Regions from separate parts of the Ovis aries genome. Here region 2 is linked to region 1. A link is a contact called in public Hi-C data. All regions are on one chromosome and are shown on one strand. Each heading gives the region's core, a stretch centred on a gene start, on an enhancer-like site or on the middle of the called end of the contact. The rest is flanking DNA. Distances are from core to core; before and after follow the strand shown.

Region 1 (4,767 bases), core at 1,273-3,772:
AGCATATATTTTAAAGTCTTGTTCATCCAACCACTAGTAAGTAAAAATTCTACATGTTTCAGTTTTCAAAAATCAATTTACCAGTTAACTTATTGGTATACGTGGTACTTATCATAATAAAGTAAGTAAATGAACAGCAAACTAAAAGGTGAATTAAAATATCCAAACTAAGCCTGACCTCAGCTTTCACTGAACCTTTTCTTCAGAATGAAACTGTAAAAATAAATCTAACTAGCGTTTGCTTTGCTTGACAGCATAATTTAGTAGTAACCAAAGTAGCCATATGTGGTCCTTTAAGCCTCAGAAACACAGCACCTTTTGAATCATTGTGCCGGGCGGAATATATTTTGTGCTCGATATGTACTTGCTGAATGAATTTCTACAGCAGTGCTGGATTTGGACTAAGCCAACCAAATTTTCACATACTTTAACTTAGTGAAAATAGCATGGTTTTCAAGAAAGAGTACAGAATGGATGAAGAATGCAGTTTGATTGAGGAAGAGAGGAAAGCAATATGAATATACTCATAATCCAATGGATCACATAATGTACTGTCCTCGAGCAAGCCCATTTATCTAAAAACATGTAACTATCACTCGTTTGTGGGCTTCTGGTGCTTCTAGGGGGCTTTCAATGTCTAGAAGTAGTGCCGTTTCCTAGAACTTTGTAATAAACTTGCACTTTCCCCCCCGGTTTTCTTTTGTTTTCACACACTTTTCATAAAAGTTCTCTGTAGCATATAAGTATATATACACGTAAGGAATAGAGTTCAGAAACGGGTGTATGTGTGGGGTGAGGTCAAGGCCCTTATAATCGTCGTTCATTCATTATCCAGCTATTAAGCAAATACTGTGTGTCAGGCAGTATTTTCTACACAAAACTCCAGTTTGGGGCGGCGAGGGGGGAGGACCTTGCCCTCCTGGAGCTTACATTATTCTATCGGTACAGATGAGATAAACAAGCATGATAAGTAGAATGCCTGCAGGATAAAAATGAGGAGGGAATCGGGAACGTCCAGTTTAAAGAGAGGCCACAGAGCCCCGAGGAGACAGCCGAGCAAAACCCTGAAAGTAAGAGAGAAACTCTGTGGCACTCGTGGAAGGAGCTTGGTAGAAGGCGGAGCAGACACCCTGCTGGCTCCGCAACCGAGGCGACTCCCCGCGCCCCACCGCGCGCAGCGCCTTCAGGCCGTGGTCAAGACTTCGGCTTTTACTCCCGGCTAAGCAAATGCCGGCTCGAGAGACGCGTAAGATCTGATTTAGTCCTTGTAGCGATCTCTGAAGCAAAAGGAATGGCCCGCGGGCAAATTTGCCTGTTTAACTTTCAGCGTACTGGTACACAGACAAATACAGTTCACATACAACTTAAGTAAACTCACGATAATATAACACAAATTTCGTCCCATTTGAATAAAATCCGCTTACCTAGGCACTTTTACCTGAAGAATAGCACCCTCTATATTTACAGAAGTAAATAGTAAACTTAATAGTGAACTGTATGATAAAGTTATTTCAGGTGTTTCAGTAAGAGACTACAGAAGGCTCGGTACTGTACACAGAATCGCATCTGTACTCCAGCCTTGGTCAGGACCTCTGTTTCGAGCGTAAAGAGGAAAACGATGTCTGAAATCGGCCCGGCCCGCAGTCCGCCGGCTCTCCCCGCGCGCTCGGCTCCACCCACACCTAGAATGGGGCGCGCTCCGGGCCCACCGCGGGCCGGCTCCTCGCTCGAACAGCGTCGCCTACAGGCCTTTATCCCGACTGCTAGGCAAGAGCCAAAACCACCATCAACAAAAAGCGAGCCCAGAAAAGACCACATATTTCCAGAAATAAATGCATTACAAACACGATTCCAATTCAATCCAGCTGAGAATCTTCGTCTCCTTCAAGGGTTGCGTCCTTACTCCGCAGAAATAATGCAGAGATGGGAGTAAAGTCCGGCCTCTCAAAAAGAGAGAAGAGTGTACAATACGATACATCCATCCACCCGGCTGCAGGGACACCATTTAAAAAATGCTCGGTCGCCGTCCGATCGCGGGCGTCCTCTACGTGGCCGCCCCGAGCTCGGCTCCCGAGAGCTAATGACGAGCAGCTGGGGCGGCGTGCGTGGTCTGCGAGCCGGTCCCGGCCTGAGCGCCCCCCACGCATACGACCACCACCGAGGCTCAGGCCCCGTTCCGGCCGGCCTCCAGGAAAATAAAGACCAGGAAGACCTGGCCCGCTCGTGCCACAGCGAAAACGCCGCTCCGCAGGATCGACACTAAAAGGCAACGTCCACAGCCGCCCCGACGAGAAGGGCGCGGAGGAGAGGCCCCCGCCGCCTCGCTGCCGGCCGCCTCCGGGCCTCGGGTGCGGTGCGGAGCTGAGCGGCACGGGCTGTGCAGTGCGGCGAGGCCGAAGACGCGAGCCCAAGTGGCGGCGGCGGCGCGGCGGTGGCGGAAGTGGAGTGGGGAAGAGGGGGTGGTTGTTAGTGTTTGGCGCCGGCGGAGGGAGTCATTCCTGCAGCTGCACTTCCGGTCGGCATTTTGTTCTGAGAGGGAGAGACGGAACGAGAGAGAGACACACACAGGGCTCCTTCCCCCCCCGCCCTCCCCCCCCTCCCTCCGTCGGTACCGACTCACCCGACACCACCAAGCCGCAGGGAGGGACGCCCCCGCCGACTGGAGGATTGGTTCCCGGGCCGGCGGCGATGCCCCCCCGGTAGCTCGGGCCCCTGGTCGGGTGTTTGTGAGTGTTTCTATGTGGGAGAAGGAGGAGGAGGAGGAAGAAGAAGCAGCGATTTGTCTTCTCGGCTGGTCTCCCCCCGGCTCTACATGTTCCCCGCACTGAGGAGACGGAAGAGGAGCCGTAGCCACCCCCCCTCCCGGCCCGGATTATAGTCTCTCGCCACAGCGGCCTCGGCCTCCCCTTGGATTCAGACGCCGATTCGCCCAGGTAAATTCCTGCTCTTTATTTCGGCGGCGGCGGCGGCGGCGGCGCCAGGTCCTCAGCGTCTCTCCTCCTCGCTCCCCTCCCCGCCGTTTCCTTAGCGGCCCCAGGTCTCCTCCACGGGCGAGTCTAGAGTTCGCTCCTCTCTGGTGGCAGCCGCCCTGGGTGGCGGTGGTTTTGTACCCTCTCCCGGCCGGCTCCGGTGGCGGGGACTGGGCTCCTGCCGGGCGGCCGGGGAGGCGTAGGCCCGGCGGAGAGTGCAGGCCGCGGGCCAGCGGAATCTACTTGAGCTCGGGGATTAGGAGAGCTCCGGGCTGAGCGGAGCTACTGCTGGTCGGTGACAGGCCTCGCCCGGGAGAAGAGCTGTAGCTAGTGAGGAGGCGGAAACAATACAACTAACAGCAAATGTGCCCTCTCCGTCCCCATATTTACAACTTTCCTGGTCCGGGAGTGGGGAACGTCCCAGTGAAACAAACAACCCCCCTTCTTCCCCCTGTGACCCCATGAAGGGAGGAAGTAGTTTCAGTTAGTGAGACAAATGTAAATACTCAGACACGGATCCAGTGGTAATTCTTTTCCTGTGTAGAACTTGTTTGGACGTTGGAAAGTTAATAAAGACTCATTTTCTTTTTAAGGAAAATTAAATCGTCCACATGAATATTTAATACAGAAAACTATAGTATAGTAGACACTGCATATGACCCCCCCACCCACGCAAAGCGCTTTTATGTTGTTGTTTGACAGTGTGTTGCACATGGACTTTTTATTCAGAGACAAGTGTAAAGTACTTGACAGGTTTACCCTGCCTCTTTATATTTGTGTGCGTTATATAAGGACAGTTTTAACTGATTATACGTGAAACACTCAGGTACTTCCTGATCTAAACGTGTAGAAGCTTAAAAAGGTTTTTAAATGTTCTGAGAATTGCGGTGAGATATAAGTACATCCAATTTCCTTTAAAAGGACAGAAATGAAGTTATGCTTAAAATCCCTGGGAGGTTAAAAAAAAATGTGAAAGGTGCCATCCTTTCATGTCAGGGCAGATCTTCTTGAGGTCCCAGGATTGTCATTGGCTGTTTGTGCCCATGATGTTTGACTGTGTAATGAGAGAGGTGTCATTTTAATAGGTCAAATGTATCTGTAAATGCTGGAGAAAAATATCAATTTTATCTTAAATTCTAGCTCACAAGTAAGTTAAGTGCTTGGAGCTTGTTTGTGGAGGCGTTGATAATGTAGGTTGGTATAAGGGAAAAGCCAGTTTAAAAGTGCTCAGCCATACAAGTTGCATAGAAAAATAATTGTTCCTGGGTTAGACTGTTTTGATACTTTGTCTCATATTCACTGAAGGAAAACTTTCATTGGTTAAAATGAAGCAACACCGATCAACAAAGTCCCTTGTTTTATTGGTGAGTGTTACGTTGGTTCAAATTTTTTGCCTCTCATTAAATTATTATGTCATCGTAGAACAAGTAACTTTTCTGGAGGTGATTTTTGAGTTTAGCCTTTTGCTTAAAGTAAATTCTTCCACGTTTCCTGCAAACGTATGGATAAATGTTAGAAAGAGTGAAGTTAATATAGCTGTCACGTACTAGGCATGTTTTTAATGCTATAAATCCGTGTAGTAGTCAGTAGCGTGTCCGTGATTTGTATTGGTCAGGGAGCAGTTTGAATTTTAAAAAGCCTGAAGCTCCTGCTGAGCCCCAATCCCGGCCTCCCTCCCTCCCACTAATCTCCCATTCCTGTCTTTGTGCTGCCTGCTCCTGTTAGACACTGTTTGCTACAGGGCCTCAGGCCTACACTGGGTGGGGGGCACGCAAATGGGGACTGGGAAAGGGTTTGG
Region 2 (4,767 bases), core at 949-3,448, 120 kb before region 1:
GATAGAAAGCAGTCAGGAGGCAGGAGCGCTGGCAGAAAATCACTTCTTGGTGCCAGCATCTCCCACCTGTCCCTGGGCTGAGACATACCCTCTTCCAGAGCTACTGCAGACCCAGGGAAACAGAAAATGGAAAGCCCTGTGGGCTGGGAGTTGGAGTTGAAAAAGACTGGTAGAAAACACAAATGAGTCTCCATCTCCTCTTTTAAAGGCAGACTGAACCTCAGTTATAAAATCTGATTTCTGGTCATAAGACTTCGGACTAGTCATTTGACCTGTTCCTACTTTGTTTAGGCTTTCATCCTCTGTCTGGTTGCCTTGAGATCAAGTCTGAGATTTTTATGATAACCCTTAGTATCTGTCCCCCTGCTTTTCTCTCCAGCTTCATTTCTAGCTCAGAATCCATATTGCAGCCAGGGTTAACTTTCAACGGTCATGTTAGTTCTCACCTCTGGGCCTTTGCATATTCTTTTCCCTAGAAACACTCCTTCCCTCTCCCTTTTTAACCTATTAAATAGTAAACTCCTGTTTGCCCTTTAGGTCTCAGTAGGATATCACTTCCTCCAAGAAGCCTCCCTGATTGCCTCCTGCATCCTCCCAGAGCACCTGGTGCTTACTTGCATGGAACACCTATTATCAAGCCCACTGTAACAAGCTGCCTGCTCCTCAGTATCTGACTGTACTCTGAACTCCTAATGGGCACCCTCCTGCTATAAACTGTAACAGCACCCTGTTAAGCCACGTATCTTACCTCTTTTATGTTTCTCTTTCCTGCTAGATTCTAAAGCTCTAAGGAAAAAGGACATGTGTCCTACATAGCCCTAGAGCCTAGCACAGTCTAGCATGCAGCCAGAACATAATAAATACGGTTGTGGCTGAATGAATAGGCTTCGGAACCTCAGTCTCCCTATCTGTAAAATGGGGGGAAGCACTATAAATCTCAAGAAGTACGTGAGAATCAAACGAAACAGCATGAACAAAACACCTGACACATTAGAAGGAGCCCATAAATGGCCGCTATACTGACCATCAAGTGCACAGCTACCTCTTCCAGTCACCCTCTCTCTCACTGACAAATACCTATTTGCCAGCCCTCTGTTAGTTGATTAGTCAATAATTATGTCTTACCCATCAATATATGCTGGATTTGCAGTGCTCTTCACATACTTATTTGAAATCCAGAGGAATGAAGTCATCAGAGTCATTTCTAAGAGTCATTTATTCATGGTCTTTCCCACCTTCTCTCTCTCTCTCTCACATACACACACACACACACACACACACACACACACACACACACACACACACATATACACACAAACAAATTCCAGGACGCTAAGTAATTTTCAAAGGACAAAGAGATAGCCATTCATTCACCTCCACGGAGGGCTCACCCAGTGTCAGCTACAGGCGCAGGCAGAGGAACAAAGACAGATGAAGTCATGCCCCTTGGGAGTTCACAGTCTGCTGGTAGGAACAGGCACATAAACATGTAACTCCACAATGTATTAGTGACGGTCAGTGGAACAACCGGGGGACGCGCAGGGTAGTACCCGGGAATCCCAGAGGAGGGAGCTAAAGCGCAACCTGCTGCTGCTGCTGCTGCTAAGCCGCTTCGGTCGCGTCACCTAGGCAGGCTTTAAAGGGGCCTGAGAAGCAGGCTATTTCTGATGACTCTCATGGCTATACCTTCATCCCACTTGCTCTCATTCTGTCCTCTGAGAAGATGGAGAACAGTTCATCAGCACCTTCCTCATAATAACGGCTTCAATCCATCATAAAGGCCAGCTCTAATGAACACAGAAGTCACCAAGGACATGGTCCTGGTCTGAATATTTCACTGTCACAGAAGTCTACGAGTCAGGACTTGGAATCAATCCAGCTGAGCTAACAGGAGCTTTCTGAGCACTAGCTATTCGACCCTTTCCTAGATAAGCTCTTCGTAGGTGGTTGTGCAAAAATATCTCTCTGTTTGCTTCCTCTGAGGGCTACTTTTTAAGCCCTGACTTGGTCTTCTACACTCCTAGCATTTTATTTTGTGTTTTGAACAGCAGAGCTGAGATTCAGAATCAACACTAAAAAAAAAACAAAAAAAAACCTCATGAATTATAAGTACGGTGAAATCTCACTTCCTGCTCTCATTAATGAGGAAGGACACATTTCTTTCTGTTCTGAGTATACTTTCAAAGGAAGGCACAGGCAGGAATCCATTGCCAGAGACAGCCTTACGAACAGGTGGCTGAACAGTCCTCCGACAGCTGTGAGCCGGGTGCTGAGAAAGGCGTGATCTCCCACAAGATGTGCTCTGGACGCCAGAGTGACCGCTGTGGTGGGGGGAGTGGGGGGCCTCTTGAGATACAGAGCACTGTTATCAGGGAAGAATAACCTTATTTTCAGTTCACAGGGAACAACATTGCTGATAACTACTCAATACCACCCACAGCATATACAGAGAATGAGTGGCTGGGAAACAGAGCTGGCAAAATGTAAGCAGGGGGGGATACACTGGCAGATGGGGTGCCCTCAGACGGGTAGTCATACCAGGACACTGGTTCCTGTGCAACCCTTTATCTCAGATTGGGACTATAATCCATGTGTCTGGGACTCGAACCCAGCAGAAACCACAGTCTTCCAACTGAGATGAGAGACCAGTTGGTTTCAGGACCTAATGAAGCTCAGGTTCTTGATGTCTCATCTCAGAAAAAATCCGGTGAGAGACGAAGTGATAGGTAAGAAGTGGATTTATTCAGAGAGAAACACACTCCACAGACAGACGGTGAGCCATCGCAGAGGGTGGGTGCAGCAGCCTCAAAATGTGGTGTGGTTAGTTTTTAGGGGCTGGGTAATTTCACAGGCTAATGAGTGGGAAGATTATTCCAGCTATTTTGGGAAAAGGGTAGAGATTTCCAGGAATTGGGCCACCGCCCATTTTTTGGTCTTCTGACGGTGGCTTGGAACTGTCGTGGAGCTTCTGAGTGTCTCATGTAGCTTGCTGATTGAGGATCAAGGTCTAGTCAAAGTTGACTTGTCTGCATCTTGGACTCATTTGATTCAGATTAGTTTATGTTGTGTCCTTGGGCTATGTGCATTCTTTCAAAAGGGCTGCCATGACGAGGTACCGTAGACTAGGTGGCTTAAGACAACAGAATTTTATTTTCTCATGATTTCTCATCATTCTGGAGGCAAGGAATCTGAGATCAAGGTGTCTACAGGGTTGTTTTTTCCTAAGGCCTCTTTCCTTGGCTCACAGATGACTGTCTCCTCCCAGTGTCTTTACATGGTCTTTCCTCAATGTATGTCTTTGTCCTAATCTCCTCTTCTTTTAAAAATATTTTAAAATACTTCTTTATTTACATTCAACTCTTTCAAGAGTCCCATGGACTGCAAAGAGATCCAACCAGTCCATCCTAAAAGAAATCAGTCCTGAATATTCATTGGAAGGACTGATGCTGAAGCTGAAACTCCAATACTCTGGCCACCTGATGCGAAGAACGGATGCGAAGACCCTGATTCTGGGAAAGATTAAAGGCAGGAGAAGGGGACAACAGAAGATGAGATGGTTGGATGGCATCACCAACTCAATGGACATGAGTTTGAGTAAGCTCTGGGAGTTGGTGACGGACAGGGAAGTGTGATGTGCTGCAGTCCATGGGGTCACAGTCAGACACGACTGAGCAACTGAACTGAACTGAACTTGCAACCCCATGGACTGTAACCCACCAGGCTCCTCTGACAATGGGATTCTCCAGGCAAGAATACTGCAGTGGGTTTCCATTTCCTTCTCCAGGAGATCTTCCTGACCCAGGAATCGAACCCGAGTGTCCTGCATTGCAGGCGGATAATTTACCAACTGAGCTATGAGAAGTCTGGCTTCACCAGGCCTTGGTTCTTTAGTTACAGCACATCTGTTCTTTTACTTGTGGCATGCAAGACCTTTAGTTGCGGCAAGTAAACTCTTAGCTGCAGCATGTGGGATCTAGTTCTCTGGCCAGGATCGAACCTGGGCACCCTGTATTGGGAGCATGGAGTCTTAGCCACTGGACCACCAGGGAAGTTCCTAATCTCCTCTTCTTATAAAGATGCCAGTCTTATTGGAGTAGCGTTCACCCCAATGACCTTGTTGAACCTGAATCACCTCTTTAAAGACTCAACCTCCAAATAAAGTCACAAGCTGAGATGCTAGGGGACAGGACTCCAACATCTGAATTTTAGGAGACACAATTCAGCCTATAATGAGAAGTAAAAAGGGAAATATGGAATGAGAAATAGAGGGATGAGGCTGGGAATCACCAGGCTGGCCACTAAAATGGGTTTGATCAAGAAAGGCTGGAGGGCAGTTGTGGAGGAGTTCAGCCACCACCTCTTCCTTCGCTGAAGACTTCCAAACTGAATTATAAAGCTCTGACCTTGCTCTGTGGTTCTAAGTGACACATTTCCAATGCCTACTGGACATATGCCACCTGGATGACCTGCCAACATCTTAAATACAGGAACACTCAAATTGAACCTCCTTCTGATTTCTATTACTGCCAGACTTCCAGGAATGTTTGATCTCTTCCCTCTTAATCATCAAGACCCTTTGCCCTTGCTTCATTGTATCTTCTTACATAGATTTCCTTTCCTGAGGCTGTGATTCCTATCACAGCTACTCCAGCCATTCTTATCTGCACCATTGAAAACATCTCCCAACAGGTCACTCTACCTCCAGGCTCTTCTATCAACTTGCCTACACATTGCTGTTGCTGTTCAGTTGTTCAGTTGCTCAGTCAT

The links. Hi-C and Micro-C count contacts between places; a contact is called where the count stands out from the background.
Region 2: a contact with region 1 is called in a Hi-C map of liver, with 3 times the contacts expected there. The contact joins the enhancer-like site here to the promoter of NIPBL in region 1. A contact is called at or near these places in 12 of 16 Hi-C or Micro-C datasets (blood, hypothalamus, liver and 5 more).

The regions. Positions count from the first base shown.
Region 1 is chr16:37,519,713-37,524,479 of ARS-UI_Ramb_v3.0, reverse strand. NIPBL (NIPBL cohesin loading factor) reads left to right here and starts at 2,522. Exons shown (of 47, transcript XM_060400493.1): 1 at 2,522-2,933.
Region 2 is chr16:37,643,807-37,648,573 of ARS-UI_Ramb_v3.0, reverse strand. No RefSeq gene overlaps it. Among named protein-coding and RNA genes, the nearest start is that of NIPBL, 120 kb to the right of the region's middle. Within about 2 kb of position 2,198, at least 17 of the 54 cell types and tissues checked have an H3K27ac peak or open chromatin away from gene starts, as enhancers often do. A contact at or near this core is called in hypothalamus and liver, where this site is marked.